Regions from separate parts of the Hordeum vulgare genome. Here region 1 is linked to region 2. A link is a contact called in public Hi-C data. All regions are on one chromosome and are shown on one strand. The core of a region is the stretch at or near the end of the contact, and the rest is flanking DNA. Distances in the headings are between cores, read along the strand shown. Region 1 holds the start of LOC123401719 (WD repeat-containing protein 44-like). Region 2 has its middle 240 kb from the start of LOC123402585.

The links. Hi-C and Micro-C count contacts between places; a contact is called where the count stands out from the background.
Region 1: a Hi-C map of seedling shows a contact between it and region 2, with 5 times the contacts expected there. The contact joins the promoter of LOC123401719 here to the enhancer-like site in region 2. A contact is called at or near these places in 1 of 6 Hi-C or Micro-C datasets (seedling) and 1 of 1 datasets of contacts at active chromatin or transcription factors (embryo).

The regions. Positions count from the first base shown.
Region 1 is chr6H:390,638,247-390,640,946 of MorexV3_pseudomolecules_assembly, reverse strand. LOC123401719 (WD repeat-containing protein 44-like) reads right to left here and starts at 1,263. Exons shown (of 7, transcript XM_045095576.1): 1 at 1-1,263. The coding sequence starts at 616. It overlaps LOC123403615, which reads left to right and starts at 2,647. Exons shown (of 4, transcript XM_045097537.1): 1 at 2,647-2,700.
Region 2 is chr6H:390,146,351-390,149,050 of MorexV3_pseudomolecules_assembly, reverse strand. No RefSeq gene overlaps it. Among protein-coding and RNA genes, the nearest start is that of LOC123402585, 240 kb to the right of the region's middle. Within about 2 kb of position 1,405, at least 2 of the 3 cell types and tissues checked have open chromatin away from gene starts, as enhancers often do. A contact at or near this core is called in seedling, where this site is marked.

The sequences.
Region 1 (2,700 bases), core at 14-2,513, 490 kb before region 2:
GGTTGGAGTGGGTGACGCTTTGGCGGCGCATGAGCTCCTGGACGATGGGGGAGCGGCCGATGAATAGCTCGAACTCCTCCACGGTAAGCTGGCGGCCGGTACCAACCTCGCGCAGACCGAACTCCTCCCTCACCACGAACTCGCTACCGTCGTCGAGGTTTCTGATCAAGCAGCTTGGGTCCTCCTCGACCGCCTCCAGCGTGGCACTGGCATCTGACGCGTCGGACGAGGTGGAGCGCAAGCGCCCGCCTCCAATCGGAGGCTTCGCGGTGGAGGCACCGTCCGATCTGGGCCGCGAGACGGGAGAATCCCCCACATCGTCGTAGGAGGCAGATCGGCCCATCTGGAATCGCGCGAGGGAAGGGTCCCCCGCGAGCCCCATCAGCTGGAGCAGCCGGTGGCGGCGCTCCTGGATGGGCGCCGGCTGGGAGGTCCAGAGGTCGAGCGCCGCGTCATCGTAGCCGCGTCTGCGGCGCGGGTGGTCGCCGCCGCCGTCGTCGTCCGAGGCGGAGGTGGAGGAGGCCGAGGAGGAGAGGATGCGGTCGAGCGACTCGTAGAAGAGCTCCTCCGTGTCCTCCGCCTCCTCCTCCCCCAGCACCTCGTCTTCCACGCTCATCGCGCCGCCGGCATTGGCCGCAGCCGCGGAGATCGGGGCCGCGCGCCCGCGGTGCTCGACGAATTGCGAGGGGGGGCGGCGTGGGCGAGGCAAGGGGGGAGGGATGGCGAAGTCGTAGCAGCAAAGTGGCGTCAGATCCAGCAGTTGGCCACTCCCTGCCGCGCGCGACAGCTTAATCGCGACCCACTGTTGCCTCCCTCCCCTTTCCTTTCCCCCGCCGTCTTACTTAAGGGTGGTTGGTGCTCGTGTCGCCGTCGCTGCTGTCATCGCGGTAAAATGTCCTCTCCTCTCCTCTCCTCTCCCTCGCCTGCGCCGCGCTCATGGTGATGGTGTCGTTACTGCCTGCCGGTTTCTACTGTGTACTGTCCGGTGGTAACTGGCGGAGGCTGAGGCGGAGCGTTCTCCGCTGTGGACGGGCGAGTTAAATTCGGGTGCCGTGGGGCCGGGCTGCCAGTGAGGAGGTAAATTTTGTTCCGTCCGGTCCGACAGGGGTAACAACCGCCCGCGCCGTTTCGGATCGCAGCCGCGTCGCTGGTGTTTTTATGACGCCGCTCTCTGGACAAGGTGACGAGATGATTGCGTTCACGGCTCTCCACGTAGTACAAGTGGCCAAGGCCGCAAAATTTCATGTTTTGAATTTTTTTTAAAGTTGATCCATGTCTGATCCTGTTTGCAAAATTTTAAGATCTGGTCATTTTCTACCGTCAAGTTCGTCGACACTAGAGGGGCTAGCGGTAACATGTGCAACCATACCGTCAAGATGTTTGGCGGTAGGTGTGTACGTGTACTATATTTGAAACTTAAAAAAAATATGGTAGGACTTGCAACCCTATTGTCAGGGACCTCGACGGTAGGTTGCTATACCCTATTGTCATGAACTCCAGCGGCAGGAAAAGGATCAGATTCTGAAATTTTTGCCAACTAGGATAAGATCTGGATCTACTTCTCCAAAAGGTCAAGACATAAAATTTAGCCGGCCAATGCATCTCCAAGCCCGCAAAACGGACACCACATCGTTCACGGAGAGAAGGACCGGTCCGTAAATAGGGATATGTAAGAGCAACTTTGACTCCGACTTAAATCGTGTGCATGCCTGATCGCAACCAAAAAAAGGCAAGTATGCAAATATGCTTAGTTTTTTTAAGGAAATATATTAATATCAAGCAGATAACAATTACACCCAGACTCTGCACGAATAAGATGTAAAAAAACATTCAGAATGCACATGACCAAAAAAAAGGAAAAAAAGATCCTATCACGATGATCCATCACCCATAGTAGCAGCATTATAACTACCACCAAAAAAGCAACCGGACTACAAAGAAGGTTCTCCAAAGCAACACCTCTAGGAAGGAAATAATGCACAAGCGATGTCGTGCCAACCTCTAGAAAGGAAACAATGCACATGTGTTGTTGTTGCCAGACCAAATATTGTAGGTTATCACGTGAAGAAAAGACCATGTTCCCAAAAACAATGCCAACAACAAGGCCACTCCGAGGCACCACCAATAAAGGCCGAACCTTGGGTTTTCACCCTAAAAACCATGACTAGATACTCAAAGGAGCACCACCAACAAAGTAGTCTTCCAAAGCTGCAACCCCCACTTGCGGAGGCTACTACTACAAGTCACATACCACCAGACTCACATGAACTCTTATCCGGTCTGGACGGGAACATATCGCGAAATTCAAGTCTAAATAACTACATGTGAAGCAAAGTCTTCATCATATCCAAGACCTCGCCTTCTCCACTTGCAGGACCTCAAATCACACTATGGCATTCTCCCCATGTGTTGATCCCTTGGACATCTTAGGCTTTGTTTGGTTAGCAGGTAAACCAAGTAGTTTGCCTAGGATCTCGGCCCAATCCACGTGGGTCGTTTCAGCACAGGAACTGTTCCACGTGGGTTTTATTTTGTTGTTTGGTTTGGGCCACGGTGGGAAAGATCTCGGCCCAAACCACGTCGGTCCGCTACATTCCACGGGGTCTAGAAGAATCGTCTCAAAGGCGTGGAACGAAACCACGAGACGAGCGCACGAAACCTAGGGTTTGACGAGGCGAAAGTGGCGGCGGCGACACGTTG
Region 2 (2,700 bases), core at 156-2,655:
TTGGTGGGTGTGTGCTCCACCAGCTTACTTGGCTTGCGCTTCCGCATAAAGCTGCCCATCCGAGGAGACGATCACCACAGTGAGATGAAGCGTGAGGGACGTCCTATTTCAGGCTTTCGGCCGGTGAATGAAAGCATAAACGTGGTAACCTTGTACTCCTACCAGGTGATTGGTGCCGCCGACCGGCTGTGATGTGACGGGTGAAAATCCTGTATGTAGCCGCTGATTTCGCGCCGATGGCCGGCTTACCTTTGTACTACTTCTACCAACAGTTAAGCTCGGGAACAATCTCTCGTGCAGTAGTTGTGCATATGTCTGAAAACTGTAACCACGGGTTACGGAAGAGAATGGTGAACATTACTAGTACTACCATGGACAGTGCTACCGAGTGTAAATCTGGTGCCGATTGGTTGTCTGGCTGGCTGCTGCAGAATGTTCTCTGTGCTAGTGACGAGATATCGCTGGGAGTACATGCAGTATATAAATTTTGTTGGCGGGTGAAAATAATGTATTACTACTCGTCTTCAATGTTCATGCAATCAATCGCAGCTAGCTCCAAAACATCAGGAGGGTCAAAGCCTAACCGAGTCATGGTTCTACCTCTAGGCGAGCAAATTTTGCTAAGTTATATCACCAACCTTATTTTAACTTCGATTTATATGAGTAATACAACTTTCATAAAGAGACATGAGAAATCCGATCTCCTTAATCAGGGACGAGTAGACTGATCTATGGACCCCCGAAGCCTGGATCAATTTCGCTGCAACAATTGAAGCTTATATAACTGGTTGCCAAACATATGGAACCGTATATGGTAAAATTTACTGTTTTAACCTTTTTCAAAAAGTTTAGCTGGATTTAACCCCGGTTGAAGAAAAAAAATAGATCTGACCCTTTATTACCGCTAGAGCCCTTCACGGTAAGGTATAACAACCTACCGCGGAGGCCCCTGGCGGTAGAAAAATGGTCTATCGCTAGAGAGGCTGACGGTAGCGTATGTGACCCTACCGCCAAGGGGTCCGACGGTAGGCACTCGCACGCAGTGTGTCCGCAACTTACATATCTTTTTATGGTAGGCGTGCAACCCTATCGTCAGGGGCCTCGACGTTAGGTTGTTATACCCTATTGTTAAGGGATCTAGCGATAGCAAAAGGATCAGATCCAAAAAAAATTCCAAACCGAACTCAGATCCTGTTTAACTTTTTGAAAAAGGTTAAAACAGTGAATTTTACCACCGTATATAACTCACCCGACCGCTCGTCATTCCAATCTTGAAAAACCAAGACGAGGCTCCACTGCTTTCTTATCTGGTATTGTCAAAAGAAAGTTGGTTGTGGTCCTTGTCGAGAGATCTAGCTTTTCTGCGTCTCATCAAGCTCTCCTCTGGTATTGTACCCATGGATGTAGATCGAGCCACTGTTCCATGGATGTCGACGGCGGCCTTCCCATCCCCAGTCCCCACTCACGAGTCATTAACAATACTGTACCACCTTTTTACAACAAAAAACAGCTTGCCGGAACCATCCATGTCACACAAGAGTTAATGGCTATCTAGCTACTCCATATACTAGCACTAATTATATCGATAGAGTAGAACAATAGACCATGTGTACATGCCGATCGAGATATAAGAAATGGAATTGTATATTAGCTTCTGCTGTCAGGTCAGGTGAGATCCATCCGACGAACTCCGATGAGACTGCATGCTGCAGCGATTTAAACAAAACGCAATCGACCAACAGACACAAGGGAACCTGCAGCTGCAGCTTACACATTTCTGTATTCGATGGTACGTTTACAGTAGATGGCCAGCATCAGATACTGCAAGTTGCGGGCTTGAGAAAAGCAGATCCGTCCATGGGAGCGCATCATGGCACCAGCAAGACAGTTTCACGTGCTCGTCCGCCAACACCGTCTGGACTCTGCATCAAATGATAAACTAGAGGCCGGTAGCGGGACTGGCATGCAGTTGACCCCAGCAAAATCACAACCGTGCAGCGTACATCGCACAATACAATCCCTTGTGCCGCCTGCAACGGCCTGCAAGAATGATATGAGATCGATCAATCAGGAAAATATCCAGGCAAGCAGCAGTAGATTATTTCGCATGAAGTCCTGATGCTGATCCATCATGCATGCAACTTGTTGCGGGAGTACGTGAATCTAAGGCCTCCACATGCATGGAGCCCAGGTGAAGCAGACACCTGAAAAGATGCACGGCCGGTGAAGGGAAACAGTATGAAACATCGGATGCATCTGTATGTGTTGGAGAAAAAGAGCAGAGGGGCGATGGAGATCTTTCCATCGCAGAAGTCACGAGGACATCGATCAAATGGAACCATCCTCGGTTGTTCGGCCCGGACCCCGGGCCCCATTCAGTTTTCTAACTACCGACGATGGCGATCTTTCAGTGCCAGCAAGACTTTTACTGTGTAAGCATATCCGTACCGTAACAATCGCACTAAAAAGTTCTCTTCATGAGCGTTTCATTTCATAATTGAAAGATGGACTTTGCATCTCCAACTCAAACAAGATATGGAGGTATTTCCTTTGCCGCGGCTAGGCAAGATAGGCATGGATTTCCCGACTGCTAGCTAGGAACTAGGAAGGCTAAGCAAACATACCCTAGCTAGGCTAGGCGTCAATTCGGCAGCAACAGTGGAACACTGTGTATGCATCGAACCGGAAAAGACCGCAACT